Linked DNA regions of Ovis aries: region 1 is linked to region 2. Evidence: chromatin contacts called from public Hi-C data. All regions are on one chromosome and are shown on one strand. The core of a region is the stretch at or near the end of the contact, and the rest is flanking DNA. Distances in the headings are between cores, read along the strand shown. Region 1 holds the start of MIRLET7B (microRNA let-7b). Region 2 has its middle 16 kb from the start of WNT7B.

The links. A called contact is a pair of places that touch in the nucleus more often than the background predicts.
Region 1: a contact with region 2 is called in a Hi-C map of liver, with 5 times the contacts expected there. The contact joins two enhancer-like sites. A contact is called at or near these places in 12 of 16 Hi-C or Micro-C datasets (blood, hypothalamus, liver and 6 more).

Annotation. Positions count from the first base shown.
Region 1 is chr3:222,321,284-222,328,143 of ARS-UI_Ramb_v3.0, forward strand. It overlaps LOC121819243, which reads left to right. Exons shown (of 5, transcript XM_042247879.2): 5 at 1-984. MIRLET7B (microRNA let-7b) reads left to right here and starts at 777; the gene lies at 777-860. Within about 2 kb of position 4,493, at least 9 of the 54 cell types and tissues checked have an H3K27ac peak or open chromatin away from gene starts, as enhancers often do. A contact at or near this core is called in liver, where this site is marked.
Region 2 is chr3:222,210,312-222,217,407 of ARS-UI_Ramb_v3.0, forward strand. No RefSeq gene overlaps it. Among named protein-coding and RNA genes, the nearest start is that of WNT7B, 16 kb to the left of the region's middle. Within about 2 kb of position 2,975, at least 35 of the 54 cell types and tissues checked have an H3K27ac peak or open chromatin away from gene starts, as enhancers often do. A contact at or near this core is called in liver, where this site is marked.

The DNA.
Region 1 (6,860 bases), core at 3,243-5,742, 110 kb after region 2:
GCCCTTTGGGGTGAGGTAGTAGGTTGTATAGTTTGGGGCTCTGCCCTGCTATGGGTTAACTATACAATCTACTGTCTTTCCTGAAGTGGCTGTAATACCGACAGCGGCCAGCACCCAGGACCCTGGCTTGGGGCGGGCAGATGGGGGAGGGGTGCGGCCTCTGCAGGGTGGGGCGGTGCTGTGTGACCTGGGGCAGGTCCCTGGACCTCTCTGAGCTTCAGTTTCCTTATCTGTGAAACGGGGCAGGTGAGGGTTGAGGGCAGTACCGTGTGAGGTGTCCAAGGAGGGCTGCACTCAGCCGGCCCTTCCCTCCCCTCACACCGTCTGTGCCGCCTGCCCCTTGCCCTGTCCCCTCAATGGGGCTCGTGGGCAGCCCCCAGTCCGGGCTGCGGCTGGCCCTGGATGCCAGGAGGAGCAGCCCCAGGGCCAGCTGAGACTCGGCTGGGGTGGGGCAGCCCACGGGGCCAGCTACCATCCGCCCGTTTCTCCAGTGGCCAGACTGCCCAGCTCAGCGCCAGGCCTCTGGTTGGCGGAGGGAGGGGGGCCGGGGCTCCCCTGTCGCGGGCAGGAAGCGAGAGGCACGTTCTCCAGCCCATGGCGGCCCCACGGGGCCTGTGCCCACTCCCTGCACCGGCAGGTGGGCTGGACGCTGCGGGGGAGCCGTGGCGCCGTCAGCGTGGTCCTCCTGCCCGGTGCCCGCTCGGCCCTCCAGGGCTCTGGGGGCCGCGGGCTGGGCAGGTGGCGGGACGGCGGACCCTCCCACACCCGGGTGCCGGCGGGGTGAGGTAGTAGGTTGTGTGGTTTCAGGGTAGTGATGTTGCCCCCTCGGAAGATAACTATACAACCTACTGCCTTCCTTGAGGGGCCCAGTGACGTCCACGGAGGGTCCGCCCCCGCGTGCAGCAGGCGACTGGGTGGCCAGGCAGGCAGGCGGGAGGCTGTGGCGTGCACACCTGGAGCTCAATAAAGCTGTTCATCGTGGAACTGGAGTCGGCCCTGTTCGTTCTGGGAGCCCGGGGGCTGGGCGCTGGAGGGCATGCATGTTGGTGTTGCAGGCGTGGGTCTGGCTTGAGTGGGGGGCCACCTCCAGGCTGCTGGGGGCTCAGCACACCCTCGTCTGCCATCCCGGCCGCCTTCAGGCCCTCCTGGTGGGTGCAGTCCTGGACCCCAGCCCCCACCCATCTCACACCCCATTTGAGCACAAGCTGTGGGACCTGGGCTCCAGAGGCGTCCCTGGGCCCCCAGGTTGGTGGAGGCCCCCACAGGCCCCCCTGCAGGTGGTGTGGATCCCAGTCAGCCACTCAGAGCACAGTCCAGGGCCCTGCCCCTGATGCCACCTCAGACCCAGTGCCTGACTGGAGTCCGGAAGTCCCCAGCGCCCTCAGGACGGTTTCCCGAGTAGCCCTTAACGTCGGGGGTTCATCTCCGGTCTGACTGCCTTCCCAGTGTCCACCCAGTTTCTGCTGGGGTCTCAGGCTCTCTGCCAGTGGCTGCTGCAGGCCTGTCCCCATGCCACCAGCCCAGGTGTTGAAGAGACCCGTCGCCTTGACTCAGAGTACCCTTGGGGAGGGGCTGCCATGCCTGGGTCCACTGCCCACCCCTGCACCCACGGCTGGAGCAGCACCCCCGTCACCCCACGACGCCTTGCGGGCTGGCTCCTGTCTGTGGCACAGGAAGTGCAGACGACAGCTCAGGGGCCCCCAGCTGCAGGACAGACAAGGCTCAGGCTGATCCTGGGCAGGGTCTGGGACAGGGACCCTGTGACAAGGCCAGAGGAGGCTCCTGATGCCGCCAGGGTCCCGGAGCGGGGAGAGGTGGGCTGAGCCTGGCGTGCCCTCAGCCTGAGTGCAGCAGCCTGGGGCTGTGGAGGGACCCCCTGCCCTCCTGCAGCCATGATGACAGCCCCAGTCTGCGATCTCAGCCCCAGTCCCTCGCCCATCCTGAGCCTCCTGCCTGGGTCCTGCAGGGCCCCAGCCCTGCGTGGCCACACCTGTGAGGCCAGCACCCCGACACCTGTCTGTGGCCTGGCTGCCCTTGCAGAGCTGCGGTTGCACTGTGGGTCAGGGTGGGAACCCAGAGCAGGGACCCCCAAGGGGCAGGGAGGGCTTTCTAAACCAGGGGCCATATGAGCTGGGTCTTGACACCTGTGTAGGAGTTTGCAGCTTGCTGGCTGTGTGGGTCATCGAGGAGAGGCACTGCCCACCTCCTCTTCATCACCCTGGGTCGGTCAGCAGCAGAATCCGGCTGCTTGTGCTCCCTGGACACCCTGTGTGTCCCTCCTGTCTCTCCATCCCCACTCCTACGGCAAGATTTAAGAGCTGCTCGGAGCAGCCGCTCTGCCCTTCTGGGCACTGGGCTCCCACCTGGACTCGTCCCCGCCCCTCCTGCCTGCCGTGGTGCTGAGTGCACAGCCCCTCTCTGAATGTCTGCAGCTCAGCACCACCTTTGGCCACGGGAGCCCATGTCTGTCTCAGCTGACCGTGACTGTGGATACCCTCCTGGCACTCTTGCTGTGTCTGGCCCTGCAGTCATGGAGCATCATCATCAGAGCTCATGGCCTGGTAGGGAGCAGACCAGACACACAACAGCCACCTGTTGTGGTCAGCACCATGATGACGGCAGCCCAGGGGCTAGGAAAGCCCCGAAGAGCCCTGGGCCCTGCATTGCAATCGGGGATGGCTTCCTGGAGGAGGTGACACCTGGTTCACCCTGCAACGTTCTCTACCTTCCAGGCAACCGACTTCCAGCCTCTCCTCTGTCACCAACTGGCTGACCCCAGAGACCAACAGGGCCTCAAATGTGTGCCCAAGGGGCACGGGGGAGGGTGGTACCTACCACCTGCTGCTGCTGCTAAGTCGCTTCAGTCATGTCCGACTCTGTGCGACCCCATAGATGGCAGCCCACCAGGCTCCCCTGTCCCTGGGATTCTCCAGGCAAGAACACTGGAGTGGGTTCCCATTGCCTTCTCCAATGCATGAAAGTGAAAGTGAAGTCGCTCAGTCGTGTCCGACTCTTCGTGACCCCATGGGCTGCAGCCTACCAGCCTCCTCCGTCCATGGGAGGTTCCAGGCAAGAGTACTGGAGTGGGGTGCCATTGCCTTCTCTGACCACCTAGTCACCAGTAATGTGCAGAAGCAGTTGAATCCCAAAACAAACTGGATGAAGTCAGGGTGGGCAAAGCAGCTACTTTGGGAGGTTCTGGGAGGTGGCAAAACGGGCCAGGCTTCAGGAGCAGAGGTCTGGGCAGTTGCTCTGCTCACCAAGCCTCAGTTTCCCCACCCCCCTTCGTAGGGGCTGTTTGATGGATGGAAGGAGCTAGCAGTTGAGACTGCTCAGCGGGGGTAGTGGAGCCAGGTCAGGGAGTGAGGGCCCTGGTCCGAAGCTGGGCGCCTGCTGCCACCTGCTGCCTAACCAGGGAGTGGCTCCTGGCCCATCGTGGGCCCTGGGTCTGGCCAGCAGGTGAGCAGGGTGGAGAGCAGGCTGGGGCCCCCAGACTGTCAGCCCCCTGCCCCCCAGGGGAGACCAGGACCATGCTCAGAGATGTGGGTGAGTGCTGGGGGAGAGCAGAAGACCGCAACCCTGGAGGTGATCCCCTGTCCCCAAGTGTGCAGAAGCCAGGCCTCCCTTGGACCTCTCTGCCTGCTGCGATAGGCCGAGTGCAGCTGTGTCCCGCCGGGGAGAGGTCTGCGCATTCCTGCCCTTCCTGGGAGGCGACTCACCAGGGGACTTGAGGGGCTTCTGGGGTGTCCAAGGTGGGGGGCCTTTGAGAAACCATGGGCCTTAAGGTTCACAGGGGCCGCCGCTGACCTTGGACCCTGAGAGAGATGATGGCAGAGCCAGCCCAGCGTTTAGACCCTACAGACCAGGACTGAGCGAGGGCCCACCTGGCCACGTGGGCATGGAGTGACCAGGCCGCCCCCCAGGGCTGAGGTGACTCAGGTGAGCTGACAAGGGTCCAGCGTCTCAGGGGACACTCAGGGCCACAGGGCTAGTCTGTCCATCGGCAGGGCAGGCACAGCACCAAGGCCCACATACTGTTCGTGACAACAGAAAGTCTCACTTTAACTCCGTTTAAAGTTTGAAGGAAAAAGGAATACAATGATACTGACTATATATTACACGTAATATACGATATATGTTGTGACTGTATAATAATACGTACGATTCAACACATGGCATCCATAGCAATGAAACCACCTTGGAGTACATGCGTCTATGCCGCCAGGTCCTAAGACGTGTTTTGTAATCATGTTTAAGGAGGAAGCACCACCCCCCCACCGACCCCCACCCTCCCAGCCAGCCTGGGCTCTGCCTGCGAGCGTGGCCTCCGCCCCGAGAGGCTGAGCACCTCCTTCAGCTCCTTGGCCCGGCCCCCTCCCTGCCCCTGGGCCCAGCCCTGCTCTCACCCACCTCCGTGCCCCCTTCCCCGGCTGGCCAGAGGGCGGGCCTGGCTGGGCCCTGAGGGGCGGCCCCTGCCATCGCACTGAGCGTCCCCGACAGCGACACCGTGTGGCGGGAGAAGGCCATAGCGGCCAGCCAGGGCCCTCCACCGCGGCGGCCGTGGAAGGGGCTGACCCCACCCGGGGCCAGAAGCCTGGGGTTCAAGGTCAGCCCAGGGGGGAGGGCCCCAGGAGAGCTTCCTGTGGACGAATGACTGGGCAGCATTCACTGCCCCACCCCTTGCCACTCCCCCACGCCCCAGGCAGGGTGGCCCCCTGCATGGCCCCAGGTGACCCAGCTGGCAGTGTCCTGCCCCCCATCGGTGCCCCCTCCTCACCCGCAGCACCCCAGTGAGGGGTAGGGCTGCCTGCTACATCTGCCACCTGTCTCCAGGCACTGCCTGCGGGCCTGAGGCCACACTTAATGCAGGAAGGGAGGCAGTCCCTGTGCCTAGGAGGATGGAGACCCCACGATGGGGGCGGCCCCGGCAGAGGGGCCTGACGTGGAGGCCGCAGACGCCAGGCTGAGAGGGGAGGGCAGGGTCTGGCTCTTGCTGTAGGACCAGGGTGGCCTGGAGAGACTTCACACCCATCCGTGTCATTTAGCAGAGATGGGTTTCTGCCGTGTTGTACCTTCCGGATCAGGCAGGGTCTGAGGGTCCAGGGTGGGCTTTCGGGGGGCTGGGGGCCTAGGGGAGTCCCCGCGTCAGTTGGGTAAGGGGCTGAGCTCAGCTAGTCTCTCTAGAAGAGGAGAGGTTGGCACCAGCTACAGTTACATGTTAGAGCCTGGACATCTGGAGGTCTGAGATGGGCCAGGAGGAGAGGGCCTTCAGGTCTGGTCTGCTCAAGGGCCTCCAATCCCACCACAGTCTCAGCGGTTCTTGAACCCAAGGCTGCCTTCTACCTGGCTTCCTGCTTGGTGGCCCAAGTTCATCTGCCCTGACAGCACCAAGTGCCTCTGGCCTCAAGGACCCAGGACCTCTTAGGTTGTCTGCTGCAAAGACAGCCCCAGCTCCTGCGCATCTCCGTGGCGACCAGGTCTCCATGGCAGGGGTCACTCTCCCAGGGAAGGGAGTGGAAGGCTCCAGCCACTGGTGTAAATACTCCCGAGTCAGCCCCCACTGGGAACACCATGTGCCGGGGCAATGTCTCTGGTCCTTAGGCAGGGGGCTGCAGTCCTGAGCCCATGTCATGGGTGTGGACACTGATGCTGAGAGAAACTCAGTGACCGTCCCCAGGCCACACAGGAGGCCAGGACAGAGCTGGAGTCGCAACCAGGCCTGTGCACCCCAGGGGGGCCTGCAGCTGTCCTGCCCCCCGGGGTGTCCTTCTGCCCTTGGTGAGGGGATGGGGCTGCAGAGAAGGGGCGGCTGGAGTTCTGGACTCCCTTCCCTGTGGCCAGGGAAGCAGACCTGGCCCAGGGCCCGCCCAAGGTCCTCTGCCATCTGCCTCACACACACAGGTCCACTTTAACAAGAGCAAAGTGGCCGCCTACACACCGGACACCTGGCCCCTCAGAAGGAAGTGACGCCCTCTCCCTGCGGGCTTGACCCGGGGTTAAAGGTGGTGGGGCCTGTTCCTGGTGGGCCTGGACCCCAGCGCTCTGCCTTCTTCCCAAATCCTGGGTGTCAATTCCACAGCCAAGCCCCAGGCGGGCAGGGCAGCGCAGCGTGGTGAGCAAGGCGTGCTGACCACTGAGGTCTCTGGGGAGCCAACACAAAGGGTAGCCCATCCTGGAGAGGACTTTGCCCCCTCCTTGACCCCCCTCCTTCCCCTCCTCCCCTCCCTGCCCCCACATCATGGGGCCTCCCCCAGCACTCCCTCTCCCACACCTCTCCTGGGGCAGCGGAGAAGTCCACGGCCCCAGCTCGTGTGGACGTTTCATTCCCCACGCACCGCAGGGAGGCCCGAGCAGCTGGCCTGTGGCCTGAAGGCATCGGGGCCCAGGTGGCAGCTGGTGGAGAGAGGTGAAGGCCTGGGGGGGGACAGAGAGGCAGGATGAGGGGACTGAGGACAGGGAGGAAAGGGGTGCGTGAAGGCATCTCTATGGGGGGGTTCAGGGTATGGGGCTGGGGGAGTTCAGGGTGTGGGGCTGGGGGGTGGAGGACAGGCGCCCCCTGAAGGGCAGGCGTGGAGGAGGAAGAATGGTGGAGGAGCCAGTCTAGGGGGTGGGGGTCCTTGCAGGAGGAAGAGGCACCCAAAGGAGGCTTCCCCGCAGGTCGGGGCAGGCACAGCCCCCCGGAGTGTGGAGGCAGGTGGGGGCAGGATCGTTCCAGGAGTGAGGAAGTCTGTTGGGGGTTACCAGTGGCCCAGGGACCCAGCACCTGAGGGTCCAGGCTGATGGCCCACCACCCAGTGTTTGGGACTGAGGCTGGGGCAGAGGCCCGCAGGAGCCCTGGTGGGACTGGGTATGGGGGAGGC
Region 2 (7,096 bases), core at 1,725-4,224:
CAGAGACATACAGAGACACACACACACAGGCACACAGACACACACAGAGATACACACACACACAGGCACACAGAGACACACTCACACACAGGCGCACAGACACACACAGACACACACAGACACACAGACACGCACAGACACACAGACACACACACATAGGCACACAGACACGCACACTCACAGGCACACAGACACACGCAGAGACACACACACAGCCTCAGAGACACACACAGAGACACACTCACACACAGGCTCAGAGACACACACACAGACACACACACACAGGGGCTCAGAGACACACAGAGACACACTCACACACAGGCTCAGAGACACACACACAGACACACACACACACAGAGGCTCAGAGACACACAGAGACACACTCACACACAGGCTCAGAGATACACACACACACACAGGCTCAGAGACACACACAGAGACACACTCACACACAGGCTCAGAGACACACACACAGACACACACACACACAGACACACAGACACACGCAGAGACACACACACACACAGCCTCAGAGACACACACAGAGACACACTCACACACAGGTTCAAAGACACACACAGAGACACACTCACACACAGGCTCAGAGACACACACACACACAGGCTCAGAGACACACAGAGACACACACACAGGCTCAGAGACACACAGAGACACACTCACACACAGGCTCAGAGACACACACTCTCACATGCACACTCACACAGAGGCTCAGAGACACAGACACACACTCACGCACAGACACACAGACACACACACACAGGCACACAGACACACGCAGAGACACACACACTCACAGCCTCAGAGACACACGCAGAGACACACACACACAGGCTCAGAGACACACTCTCACATGCACACTCACACACAGGCACAGAGACACACACACAGTGATACACACTCTCACATGCACACAGACACACACACACAGGCACACAGACTCACGCAGAGACACACACAGACACAGGCTCAGAGACACACACAGAGACACATTCACACACAGGCCCACAGACACACATACAGACACTCACACATAGGCACACCGACACAGTCAGAGACACACACACACACACTCACATGCACACAGACACACATTCAGAGACACACACTCTCACATGCACACAGACACACACTCACACAGGCACACACACTCACATACACACAGACACACACAGGCACACAGACACACGCAGAGACACACACACAGAGACACACACACAGGCCCACAGACACACACACAGACACTCACACATAGGCACACCGACACAGTCAGAGACACACACACACTCACATGCACACAGACACACACCCAGAGACACACACTCTCACATGCACACAGACACACTCACACAGGCACACACACTCACATACACACAGACACGCACAGGCACACATTCACACACAGCCAAACATATACACACTCACAGAGACTGACACACACACTTACACAGAGACACACATACACATTCATGTACTCTGACAAACACACACTCACAACGACACACGCAGACAGACACACACACTCATGCACTCACAGACTGACACATGCAGATACACATACGCCCACATGCACTCACAGAGACACATCCTGACACACGCACAGACACACACGCAGACATACAAACCGAAGCACAGATACACCCGCTCACTGTTTGAGGGCTGCGCTGTCCCCACAGACCCCTCAGTCATGTGTCAGCCAACAAGCATCTCTTTTGGGCCTAGTGTGTACCAGGTTTTATGCAAAAGGGTTTGGAGAATGCAGAAGTGAGCAAAAAGTTAACTCCTTCACCTTGAAAATAAAAACCAGAGCCAAGCCTGGCAGGAGCGGTGAGACCCAGCTGGAGCTGCACGAACCACCCTTCCTACCCACCTACCGACGCCCAAGCGCCACAGACTGACAGGGACTCCCTGAGGCCCACGGGGCGAGCACGGGCAGTGAGGAGCGCTGCTGGCCCAGGGCAGGGGCGTTCGAGGCCCTGGGGGGCCTCTCGGCGGAAAGGAGCCCAGGAGGCTGGGGGCCTGGCGAGGGCCGTGCAGCCGGCAGGCCTGGGAAGGAGCTGGTCCTCCGCTGGGGGCGGGGAGGTGGGACGTCCGGCCAGGGAGCAGGGCCCGGGGAAGGGCCACCCTGCTCTTTGGAATTTGGCTCTCAGCTCCTTCCATCCGGTTCAGAGGGGCCAGCCTCCTGGTCCGCAGGCCTGTCTCCAGGGGCAAGCCCTGGGGGTGCAGAGGAAAGGGGTCGTCGGTGACTTTGACCCTGACAGTCACTGGGGTACACAGCCCCCAGCCGCCTGGACCCTCACCCCAGCCTTTGGGCCCCCTTGAGATGGGCACACGGAGGCGGTGCGTGTGCTACTGGAGGCGCCCCGGGGCTGGGGGAGCACGCGAGCTGAGCCTGCAGGGAGGCACTGCCTGGAGGGGGTGGGCAGTGCACGCAGGGGTGGGCAGTGGACGCAGGGGTCGGGGTGCTTGGGGGGAGCTCACCCAGACCCATGGTGACAGCAGGGACCAAGGCCGACAGGTCCAGCTCAGGCCTGAGCTGTGCTGGGGGCTGGGGTGAGGGAAGGGGGGCAGACGGCCCGTGAAACCCCAACAGGAAGGGGAGACGTGGGCCAGGAGTGGGCCCTGCAGCTGCAATCAGGAGGAGGTGGCCTCGAAGGGACCTGGAGGCCAGAGTGGTGGGCAGAGGGCGCGCCAGTGCAAAGGCCTCATGGTTAGGAAGAAACTCAGCATACCCCGAGGGTGAGGACTGAAGTCCCCCCACCCCCAGGAGGGCTCCGGGGCCCCTAGTCATTTTAAGGCTGGAAGAAATCAGTTTGATTCAACTGGAGGAGCCTCCTCTGGGAATCAGATGCCTTGGACCACAGCGCCTGCCGGAGGGTTCACTCCAGGACACGCTGTCTTCTGAGTTCCGGCTTCCTGTGTGGCTGGGTTGGGGGTGGGGGATCTGGCCAGGGGCCACGGCTCCCCAGCCAGCGCATTGTCTGCCCTGAGGCCGGAAGCGGCTCCTGCCCAGGGCAGGCGGGGCCTGGGGGACCTTGACCCAGCTCAGGCTCCGCGTCTGCGCGGACGCCACTGGGCCCTCCCCGCCCCCCGAAAACGCCCAGGGGCCTGGATCGTGGGGCTGGGGGGAGGGTGACCCAACTGGGCCCCCTTCAGGGCCACCCCAAACCTAAAGTGAGGAGGCTGGACAACGCAGGCAGGCCCCCGCCCCCAGCACAGCCTCCCAGGCTGGGCCCCACTCCCTATCCTTCCAACCCCCCAACAACCATCGAGTCACCCAGCTGGGGGGTGCCCAGCCCATTGCTGGCCCTACTGCAGATGGTCACCTCCCAGCCAAGGCGGAGGGGGAGAAGCCAGAGACAAGAAAAGCCAAGACCTAATTTACAAGTGAAATGACTCCGGGGCTGGCCGCAGCCTCCTCCCCAAGGAAAAGAATCCAGCTCTTAGGTTCCCACAGAGGCAGTGCAGCCACAGAGGCTTCAGTTCCGGTCCCCAGAGAACTGGACCTTAGACTGCAGGCCCAGGGCTTGGTGGGCGGGCTGGCACAGAGGTCAAACCTGGGAACCCCGGTGTTCCTTGGACTCCATGGTGCCCAGCCTGGGCAGGGGCTGCAGGGTCCGAGACATCCCCGCCTGAGTCAGCCTCCCCCAGGTCTCAGGACCACGGAGCACTCCCCCCGCCCCCACCTTGAGCATCCCTGAGGAAAGACAGCTGCATCCAGAGGGGAAAACGGAATTCATTTGTTTGGATCTGGTGCTCTGGCTTGAGCAGACCCCCAACTCCAGTATTCTTGCCTGGAGAATTCCAGGAACAGAGAAGCCTGGCGGGCTACGGTCCATAGGGTTGCAAAGAGTTGGACACGACTGAGCGACCTGGTACGCAGCAGCAGAGCATCTTGGTCAACAGGGTAAACTGAGGCAGCTCAGAGTCCCCCTCCAGTAGCATCTGACTCCTGCAGCCTCACCGCCAGCGGTGCCCAGCCTCAGAACCTCTCTGTCTCGACAGGCAGACTCTGGGGTCCCCCTTCCAGCCAGGTGCCCCCGGGGTCACCCATGCCTCCATCCCTGAGCAGCCATGTCATGAAAGTCGCTCAGTCATGTCCGACTCTTTGTGACCTCGTGGACTGTACAGTCCATGGAATTCTCCAGGCCAGAATATTGGAGTAGGGAGCCATTCCCTTCTCCAGGCTATCTTCCCGGCCTAGGGATCGAACCCAGGTCTCCCGGGGCACCTGAAGAGGTGGACCTGCTCTCGTCACCACTGCAAGGCCTCCCGCCCCACCTTCCACAGAGCTGGCGCCAGCACGGGGCTCCGCTCACTGTGCTCCCAGGGCGGGGGACCCTGGGCAGCCCCGCCCTGTCCTGAGGGTCTGGGCACCCCCACAGTTCCCAAGCCCCCCGGAGGCCTGCAACTGTGCAGGTCAGGGTCACCAACGGATCATCTCCCCAGAGCCATTGTTTGGGGCCTGAACTCATGCTGGCTGGGGCGCTGGCTTCTAGAAGCTTCTTTTGTTGTTTTTCTTCCAGAATTATTGTCTCAGCCATACTTTTCAAAGTCTATTTTAACGTCAGAAATCTGGCCAGAATCCGTTATCCTTTCCCCAAGTCATCACCATTCTCTCTGCTGCTGCCCGGCGGGGTTGGGGGGTTTTGGTGCTAATCTTGGGGAGAAAGACCCACTCCCCCCAACACCAGGCAAGGGGTGCCAGGGGTCAGAGGGGTCCTCAGGCTCGACTGAATGATCAAGTCAGAACTGTGCCCTGAGTGAGTGTCTGAGAGCCCGGCACACCCTCGTCTCTGAAGCTTCCGTGTGCCCCCCGGGCCTCCTGCCTGCTCCCTCCTCCCCAGCACAGGGGAGTCCTGCCTCCGCTGACCCAGGCCCCGGTGCCCCAGGGCCAGCTTCGAAGGACCTTCTCAGCTCCTTGGCATTAGAAGGGCCATGGACCCACCTGTCCTGACCGCTCCTCACAGCCTCCTGCCGCCTGCTTCCTCCCACACCCCGTTCTCCCGATCAACACTATTGAGCTTCAGGTCTCACCTGTGAGGTCCCCTCCTCCAGGCAGCCTCCCCTGATGCCTCGCGCCCCCCCAGGCTCTCACAGTCCCGGGACCTGCTCCATCACCTTGCCTCCTGGTGAGCCTGAGTTCCTCGGGACAGAGGCCTGGGGTGCCACAGCGCTGGGGCACTCCTGCTGTGAGCTTGCTGCCTCCACTACTCAGAAGCCTGAGGGCCAGATGAGACAAGGGTCACAGCGGGAGGAGAGCGCGCCCCTGGTGGCTTCAGTGGTGAAGAATCCACTGGTCCGATCCCTGGCCTGGGAGGATCCCACATGCCTCGGAGCAGCTAAGCCTGGGCACCGCAATTATTGAGTCTGTGCTCTAGAGCCCGGGAGCCGCACCTTCTGAGCCCACGTGTTGCAACTGCTGAAGTCTGCACCTACAGCCCGTGCTCCGCAGCGAGAGAGGCCACCGCAGCAGGATCTCAAGCCACTAGAGGGTAGCTCCGGCTCACGGCAACTCGAGGAAAGCCCGCACAGCAACGAAGACCCCGCACGGTGGAAAATCAGTAAATAAAACTATGCAAACCAGGAGGAGGAACAGAGGAGACACTGGCAGCTGCTACCTGTGCCGGGCCCACAGTCCTCCCGTCCTGCAGCCTCGCTGGACGCCTGACCCCCAGGAAGCAGGCGTGCTGGTGGAGGGCAGCCTGGACCTGGTGGGAGGTGGGGAGAAGGGGTCTGAGCCCGAGCCGAGGGTGTGAACATCCCAGGCCTGGCAGGCGTGCTCCCTGAGGGCAGGAGTCCGTGTCATCCACGGGTGGGGGGGCCTCTGCAGGGCTGTGGGGACCAAGGAGCCTGAAGGGAGGACTCAGGGGTCCGTCGCTCAGAAAGGATTTGGTCGTGCGACCAAGAAGCCACGGGGCATGGTATGACAAGCAGAGGCAAAAGATGAAGGGAAAGAGACTTCCCTGGTGGCTGGGTGGTTAAGAATCCACCTTCCAAAGCAGAGGACATGGGTTCGATCCCTGGTCCAGGAGCCACGATCCCGCTTGCCGGGGAGCAGCTAAGCCCGTCTGCCGCAACTGGAGTTATTGTTCAGTCGCTCAGTCGTGCCCAACTCTCTGCGACTCCGTGGACTGCAGCACGCCCGGCCTCCCCGACCGTCACTCCCGGAGCTCACTCAAACTCATGTCCATCGAGCCAGTGATGCCACCCCGCCATCTCATCCTCTGTCGTCCCCTTCTCCTCCTGCCTTCAATCTTTCCCAGCATCAGGGTCTTTTCAGATGAGTTAGTTCTTCACATCAGGTGGCCAAAGTATTGGAGTTTCAGCTTCAGCATCAGTCCTTCCAATGAATATTCAGGACTGATTTCCTTTAGGATGGACTGGTTGGATCTCCTTGTAGTCCAAGGGGCTCTCAAGAGTCTTCTCCAGCACCACAGTTTAAAGCCATCAATTCTTTGGCACTCAGCCTTTTTTATTGTCCAGCTCTCATATCCATCCATGACCACTAGAAAAACCATAGCTTTGACTAGATGGACATTTGTTGGCAAAGTAATGTCTCTGCTTTTATTTATTTATTTATTTTTATTTTTTTATAATTTTAAAATCTTTAATTCTTACATGCATTCCCAAACATGAACCCCCCTCCCACCTCCCTCCCCATAACATCTCTCTGGGTCATCCTCATGCACCAGCCCCAAGCATGCTGTATCCTGCGTCAGACATAGACTGGCGATTCAATTCTTGATGTCTCTGCTTTTAATACACTGTCTAGGTTTGTCGTTACTTCCCTTCCAAGGAGTAAGCGTCTTTTAATTTCATGGCTGCAGTCACCATCCACCATGATTTTGGAGCCCGAGAAAATAAAGTATCTCACTGTTTTCATTGTTTCCCCATCTATTTGCCATGAAGTGATGGGACCGGATGCCATGATCTTCGTTTTCTGAATGCTGAGTTTTAAACATTCACTTTTTCACTCTCCTCTTTTACCTTCATCAAGAGCCTCTTTAATTCTTCTTTGCTTCCTGCCATTTGGTGTCATCTGCATATCTGAGGTTATTGATATTTCTTCCTGCAA